Linked DNA regions of Neogale vison: region 1 is linked to region 2. Evidence: chromatin contacts called from public Hi-C data. All regions are on one chromosome and are shown on one strand. Each heading gives the region's core, a stretch centred on a gene start, on an enhancer-like site or on the middle of the called end of the contact. The rest is flanking DNA. Distances are from core to core; before and after follow the strand shown. Region 1 has its middle 140 kb from the start of FOXN2. Region 2 holds the start of FBXO11 (F-box only protein 11).

Region 1 (3,757 bases), core at 313-2,812, 170 kb after region 2:
TGTAACATCCCTGCTTTTTTTTTTAATGGGTTATGTTGACTTGTAAAAATAAAATAAAATACAATTAACATCATCCATATGCTCAATGCAATGAGCACATGACTTGTAAGTTTTAAACTCCGGGAACTGGGTTTCTAATGTGATTACAATGGGTCGTAAAAATGGATGAGAGAACTAGTTTCCCAAGTTAGGGTGTCTATTTACCATCTACTGGCATCTCTGACACTTTGGAGTGAGACAATAATCATCCAGGAAGAAATGACTACTGGTGACTCATCAATCTATGAACTTCGCACTAATTACAGTGCCTCAGTTTCCCTACTTTATAAGCTGAAGCCTGCCTCTACAGAGTGTTTGGAAAGCTTAGGGAGATAATAGTCTTTGAGTGCTTTGGAAATACAGAATATATTATAAACGCTGAATAATAATAATAACAATAATAATAGGGAGTCTTTAATAACAGGGGTCCTTTAATAATACTCATCAAGTATAATAACATTACTAACCACTGGGAACAAGACAGAGTGCGTCTCTGTCTTCTTAATCATTAGTTTGTATCATGGGAAATTGGTGGGGGATTGGCGCCTTGTTCAAGTTGCTCATCGTGCCTCAGGTGGCAGAGCCCCTCAGGAAGGCAACTGCTCTCTCCTGGTCTCTCCCGGTAACACTTGGTTGCCTTTAGGAAGACACAAGCACCTGCGAATGGGAGGTGGCATGCAGAGGCATTACAATTCAACTCCCATGCCAGGGAACATGATTTTTTAAACGCCCATTGCTAGCTGGTTGGGGAAAGAAGAAAAGGTACCTGGAGACCCAAGAAAGTTGCACGCATGGCGGGCTGGCCAAGGTTCCAGTGTGGCCACCCAATCCTGCCACGAGATGGCGACAATCCAGCTGGAAACGCCTGCCCCGGGTGGCCCTGTCGGTTTCCAAGCGGGGAAGGGCTTCCTCCCTCAGACACAAAGAAGGGATCTTTCGAGCCAGGAAGAGCCATTTATAGGGGCTACAAGCTGGGGCCTTTGCCGCGACTAAGTCTTCCCGGAGAATTAGGCCGCTTCCTTCTCACACCCCCCGCTCCGTGGACTTCTACTTCACGGGACTGAAACGCTTGGGGGGATATTGTGCAAAAGCGCCCGAGAAATTCCAGGTTCGACCTCTCCCTCTGCCCAGAGGCGGTCCAGCTGCTTCCCGACCAGCGACATTCCCGGGATTCCGGCAGGGGGAGCGGGTGCTTCCCGGGGCGGAGCGCAGCCAAGCCCGACCGTGCGCTCGGCCCCCAGCCCAAGCCCCGGCTGGGCAGAGCGAACCCCGCCCGCCCCACCCCTGCAGCCCCAGGGCCTTGGAGGCACAGGACCCCGGACCTGTGTTCCTAGGCTCTGGATCCGCGCAGCAGCCGCAGAGGCGCGCGCTCGCTGAGGCAGAGGAGCTCGCTCAACTCCTGCAGCACCTTCTGCCTGGGAAAAGTCCGTAGGCCTTCCTGGGTTTGGGGCGGGGGTTCTCTTTGTTTTCTTTTGTTTCGTTTTGAATGTAAGGAACCGCCACACCCTCGTTTGTCTCAGGCTGGAGTAAACTTGCTTTGAAACATTGCGCTGTTAGGAAACACACAGATTCCGATCTCCAGGTTCCAGAGAATGAGGTTCCAAGGGTGGTGTGTGGAACCCTTCTGGGTTGCAGAGCCCTGGCCTGGCCAGCCTGGCCTCCATCTTCCAACCTTGGGCTTGACTGTCACAGCCATGGGCAGACCCCTGCTCCTCCAGCCCAGGACTTGGCCAGCACTGGCCAGCATGGGAAGGAAGCCCAGAACAACAGGGTCGCTGATCCCTACCTGACCCCAGCCCACCACTTACCTGCTCACCCTTCTGGAATTGGGGTGGAAGTAATAGTAACAGTGAGCATTGACTGAGCAGGTGCCACACACAATTACCTCATTTAAGTCTGGCACACCGTTATCATCTCCATTTTACAGATGAGGAAACCAAGGTTTAGAGACGCTGAGTCATCTGCCCAAAGCCATACAGTTCTTGAATAGTGGGATTGGGATTTGAATCCAGGTCTACATTTCTCCAAAGCACCAGGCTATTGTACCTCCTTAGTTAGCTACTACAGCTGCACTGGGAGACAGTGCATCAAGCAGAAAGACATACTTGGGGCTATGATTACACAACTGGGGCGGACAACAAGGGAAATTTTGGACTCTTTTTGCCTTTAAATGTGTGCTGTAGAACTGGGCTCGCCTAGCCTGCCTTCTTTCCTTCTTTACACAAATGTTTACTGAGCGCATATTACACAGTAGGGACTTTTCTAGCGCCGAGACATTGCAGTGAACAAGACAGACCACACTTGAACTGTGTGACCTTGGGCAAGCTGCTTAAAATATGCTAGTTATTAAGCTCTTAGTTCCCATCCCAACCCACCTTCTGTATGCGGTTTTGAAAGGCTGCAGCTGGGACTCTGCAAACTGTATTTCTCCGTTGCTGCTGCTCCCGTTAAGTTTTGCCAATAGGGGTGCTAGAGGGGGACTTGAGGCAGGGGGAGGAGAGACACATTCCTTGCTTGTGGTCTGCAATCCCTGTCAATCTCACCACAGCACCGGTGGTCCGTTCTGGCCCCCAGTTTCCATCAGCATCCCAATGCAGTATCATCATGCCCCCTCCTCTGCAGTCTGACCCCAGGTTCTGAGTCCCTCTTCTGCACTCCCAGATTTTCATAGCCCTGTCTCTTTCCTTTGTTTCCCAGTCATGAGGTGGTAGCTGCTTTCTTCATTTACTATCTCTGTGTTATTTTAATGCTCTCTTTTTTCCCCCAGTCCTCCAATACCTATAAGCAGGGGTGTGCTGGTAAATATTTAATAACCAGCTCTCCAGAAAAACAAAAAGAAACCTGTTTTGTAATGTGTGCTGATTTTTCATAATATAAATCACTTATGATGGATAATTTTCAACTACCAACATGACATCCCTGAAGTGAAGCTGGTATTGAGGAGGGACAGAAAAAGAAAAATGTTCACTTTTAGCCCAGAAGGCTGAGCTTTATATAGCCTGCAAGTCTCCGATAAGGATCAAATAGGTGCTGGCAGCTACATTCTTAAAGGGTCTAGTGACTGCCTGTACATCTCACCCATAGTGAATATCGAGCTGAATGATAAGCACCAGAGAAATCTTGTGAAAGTCGTTTTATAAGTAGAAATTCAAAGAAGACATTTATGATCTAATACTGGCTGCATTGTCCCCTCCACACCCCTGGGCACTAGCACATAGTTGCCAAAGTGCAATTCTTTCTGGCCACGGGTCCTGTACCTGTGCTATAATAAAAGCATCTTTTTGCACCAAAACATCTCAAGAATTCTTACTTGACCATTCTTTCCCAACCCTGCATCAGTATGAGCAGTTCTAGTATATGAACACCAGCAACCAATTCCCTATAATAAATTCTCTCTGTCGAAGGACCTAGTTTGCTTTCTGTTTTTAAGACTGGGTCCCAACTTAAGCTTCTGAGCATCAATTTTTAAAAAATAGAATGACTACCATTTCTTCCACGTAACTCACAAAGTTGTTGGCATTATCTGAGATGATACAAATAAAATACTCTGAGAACTCTTTTTAAGAATTTGGTTATAACATAGCTCCTGGACATTTCTGCTAGAAGGATATAGAGCTAGAATGATGAAAGTCATCCAATAGGCAGCGAAGTGTTTTCATGACAGCTCACAGAAGTGTCCCAGGTGCTTTTAGAACTTAGGGTAACCTCAGACAAGGTG
Region 2 (4,244 bases), core at 426-2,925:
CAGGAAAACCCTGATATGCAAATATGAAAGGAGATGATGAAACTATAAATATTTTTAATTTACAAAAAAATGGTTAATGTATCAAAGAATCATTAAAACATATCTGCCAATAATGTTACACAAGACCTCTAACTGGCTTGAAACATCACATTCTTTCAAGCAACATATAACAAACTGCTTTCTCAAGGAGTATCTGTAACAGTGACTAGTGAAAACCCTTTGAACTATTTCTCAGATTATCATCTCCCATTTAAGTATTTTCAAGTACAACACTGAAACAGTTTTTAAGCAAAGAATGTGTAATTTTTAAAAAGGCATTTAATCTCAATTCCCTGAATCAAAGGAGGTGTGACAACCAATGCATGTAAAATTAACCTTAATCCGCCAACGAAAACACGCAAAATGTCTCCTAACAATTCCCCTCCTCCTTAAAACAACAACCGTACACATAAATATGGTACTGACCTCCACCCCCACCGAGAGCTGCTAATTAATTGAGAATAGTTACATTTGGAGACCAAGGTGCAACACCCTACCCCATAAACCTCCCAAAATAACCACATCATCAAAGTAGAACTGAACATTATTTTTGCTAAACCAAGAATCCAACCCCCGGGAGCCTCAGCCCTTAGACAATGGTGGTTACCAGACAGAGCTGCACAGTTGGGTCCAAATGACACATTTCACTAGGCCTTGGACACAGCACACACTCACACTCTCCCAAGGGGCCAGTTCGAAGGAAGGGGCGTTCAAACCCCACTAGGAGACGGAGGGTAGCACAGTGGCGTAGGGGGTTCGCTAAGGGAGGACAGGCGAGAGGGGTGTCGATAGAGCGGCAGGGTAACTGCACTGCACGCGAGGGAGGGGGCTGGAAATGGCCGATGGATTCTATATTTATTTATTTAAAGGTCTTGATTTAACGGGTCCTTCCCATGGGTTCTGTAACTAAAGCCAAACTGCGCAGCAAACATTGTGGGGTTGGGAGAGAAGTCGCTGCTGCCCCTACCCCGTGACTAGGAAGGGGGGTGGGGGAAACAAGTTCCCCGGCCAACACCACAGACCACTCGGATTCTCCCCCTCCCCCTCCTCCACAGGAAGGGGGAGGCTAACAGAGAAAAGGGGGAAAACAAGTTCCCCAGCCAGCCCCACCGCCCGATCACTCCCAGTTGTTCCCCACCGCCTTCTGTTAGGAAGAAGGAGGCTAAACGTGGAAGGCAGTAGAAAAGGGGGAAATCCCACCCTTTGCCTCCCCCCACCCTAGCCACCAACAGACTCCTGCGGGGTCCGTGAACCAGGCGAGAAGCCAAAGGATGGGTGGGGGTTGAGGGTGCCGAGCCCCCGCAACCAAACAAAGCGCGGCCTGAGCTAGAGCCCAGGCGAGTGGGGAAGCCGCGGCTTTTCCTGCCGGCCCGGGCCCGGGCCGGGCTGACACTGCGGCAGCCGCGGACCCGCCTCCGCTCAGCCTCCGTCTCCCAGCCCGGGGGCGCACAGGCCTCCCCCGCCCGCCCCGGCCTCCCTCCCCGCGGGTCCCGGCCGGCCGGCGCCCGAGCCGGCGGGCGGCGGGGAGGGAGCGCGGCCTTACCCCGCTCGCCGGCGTTGTTCCGCTCCTGGGGCAGCGGCGGAGGCGGCGGTGGCGGTGGCGGAGGCTGCTGCTGCTGCGGCGGCGGCGGAGGCTGCTGCTGCGGCTGCTGCTGGGGCGGCTGCGGCGGCGGCTGCTGCGGGGGCTGCTGCTGCTGTTGCTGCACCGGGCGCGGCCGCGACACTCGCCTGGGTCTCCGGTTGGCGGCTCGGACGGAGTTCATTTGCCGGGCTGAGGTGGCGGCGTTGGCGGAGGGACACACACACACACACACACGCACAGCGAGCTCCGGGGCAGGAGTAGGGGTTGGGGAGGGGGAGGAAGGAAAGGGGGCGAGGGGAAGGGGAGATGGGAAGGGCGGAGGGGGCGAGCGAGACCCCGAGTCAAGAGAAAGGCCCGCGGAGACGGACAGAGACCGAGCGAGGCCGGGCGGGCGGGCCTGACGCACGGGGAAGGCCGAGGCCGCCGGGCGGGGCGGCCGCGAGGGACGGAGACAGAAAGACGGGCAGAGCGAGAGAAAGAAAGAAAGGGCGTCCGCCCGCCTGGGGATCCCGGGGCGAAGCGCGGCGTCGGCGGGTGAGGAGACAGACTCCGGTCCCGCCGACTCCCGAGCGGCGTCTCCGGCGGCGGGGGGAGTGGGCGGGCGGGCGAGGAAGGGAGAAGGAGGAGAAGAGAGGGAGAGAAGGGAGGGAGGGAGCAGGGGGCGCCCGGCTCTTTTTTTTTTTTTTTTTTTCCTCTTCCTACCCCCACACCCCCTGAAAGAGATTTCTGTGAGGAATTTTTTCTCTCTTTCTTCGGCCTCTTCTCTCTCCTCCCCCCCTTCTCTCCTAGGCGAAGGGGAAATGAGTGTGAAGGGAGGAGATAGAGGGAAAAAGAGGCGTCGTCGTTCCTCCTCCTTAAAGGAACCTTTCCTCCTCCTCCTCTTCCTCCTCAACCCCGTCGCCGCTGCTTCTGCTGCTGCTCCGTGGCAGGAGGAGCCATTGACATCGCCGGAGCCTCCACTCGCCCAGTGGGTCCCTCCCCGCCGCGGGGCTGGCCAGGGGCGCGGGGGAGGGCCGCGGAGCGGCGGGGGGAGGGGTGAATGGGCGGGGACGCAGAGGGGCGGGGATTCTAGCCAAGCAGCCAATGGAGAGCTCCCATACAACCTTCAGGCCAATAGGGCCTCCGCTCTTATGGCGAAGACCCTTCCTTCAACGCCCTGTTTCCTCTCTCGGGTTTCCTCCCTCCCTCGCCAAGGAGGGGGAAGGAGGGAAGGGGGAGTGTGGTGGGGCGGGTGATAATGGGGAGGTATCAGGGCATATAATAGAGCGGGGGGTGGGCGAAGATAGCGCTAGTGCGTAGCGACGATTCTAGGAGAGGAGGTTCTCGGAGGAAAGGGCGGGGGCTGCTGATGTAATGGGGAGAAGTGATTAATCCTTTGGTTCGCCTTTTCGCCCCCCCCCACCACCTTCACCCGATTTTTAACCAGAGAAAAAAGTGGAGCCAGGGAACCGATCCTTGGTAACTCGCGTTTTCTGTGGTAGGTAGGTTCAAAATGTGAGCTGTAGGGAGCGCTAGAGATTCTGTGCCCTTTAGCCCAGCTGAGGGTATTTGCAAACCTTGGAGATCCAATTCACTGAGCTTTCAGCTTGTAACCGAAGTTTGGAGTACTTTGCTAATCGCAGCCTAAGGGGAGTCACCTAAGTCTTGAAAACATTTTGAATAGACCTTTGGTCAATTTCTCTTTTGGAAACGTGGTCTAGATAATGTTCAGGAAAATAATACGTGAGAAAAGGAGGGAAGTAAATGTGCTGAGATTATGATTGCTTATGTGATTTAAAAAAAAAATTTTTTTTTTTTTTTTTAGGTCCCGCAAACTCAAAGGGAAAGGAAAAACCCCAAGAGGAATTATCTTTTGTATCTGGTCCCCTCAGCATAATCTGTCCCCAAGGAAAACGCGTTTTTATTCCCTAGCTTTTGTTGTGAAGACGGAAAAAGTACCCTTTCTCAATTCGCTCGGCTCTCCTTTTGTTTACCATTTTATGTATATGGTAAAACTGGCAATTTACCTGGTTCTCTAGTTTTCGGAACTTTGGATGATTTCTCTCTTATTTGGGTTCGACCAGTTGCTCTCTAGGTTTGACATAGATAATTAAGCGGTTTACAAAGTATGATGAAGTAAAGCTGAGAGGCAGAGAAGTATGTACTCGGGGGAAGGAGGGGAGTGAGGGGCCAGGAGGAGCCTTTATTGTGCAGGGTGTTTGAATCCCTGATTTGATTATGTGACTCTAGGCAGGCTACCTTTCTAGATGAGGCCTCCTCACCTTTTAATAAGAACTTATTTTGGATGACAGTCCTGTTTTCGATTTTTAAAAATTCTGTGGTTTTGAGATGATCTCTCTTTGGTCCTGAAAATGTTGAAACTTAGATCTAAGTTTCCTTCAAAAAATATCTGAGAAAGAGGTTTTAGAAAACAACTGAAGAACTCCATATTTTTATGGTTGTTAGCTAGATGCCAATGGGTAAAATTTTAGATTTGGTTAGATACGGGGTGGGAAGGAAAATTACTTGCTATTATACATACAGATGGATCCATAATTCTGATTTTTCAACAAATTTACTTTTTTATTCAACAAACACTTACTGGTTCCTTCTTTCCATCTGCATGACTATGTAAGGTGCTACG

Evidence for each region. A called contact is a pair of places that touch in the nucleus more often than the background predicts.
Region 1: a Hi-C map of muscle shows a contact between it and region 2, with 7 times the contacts expected there. The contact joins the enhancer-like site here to the promoter of FBXO11 in region 2. A contact is called at or near these places in 2 of 3 Hi-C or Micro-C datasets (fibroblasts and muscle).

Annotation. Positions count from the first base shown.
Region 1 is chr8:71,564,114-71,567,870 of ASM_NN_V1, forward strand. No RefSeq gene overlaps it. Among named protein-coding and RNA genes, the nearest start is that of FOXN2, 140 kb to the right of the region's middle. Within about 2 kb of position 1,563, the one cell type or tissue checked has open chromatin away from gene starts, as enhancers often do. A contact at or near this core is called in fibroblasts, where this site is marked.
Region 2 is chr8:71,392,428-71,396,671 of ASM_NN_V1, forward strand. It overlaps FBXO11 (F-box only protein 11), which reads right to left and starts at 1,676. Exons shown (of 23, transcript XM_044263896.1): 1 at 1,583-1,676. It overlaps LOC122916463 (a long non-coding RNA gene), which reads left to right and starts at 2,542. Exons shown (of 2, transcript XR_006386201.1): 1 at 2,542-2,588; 2 at 3,426-3,631.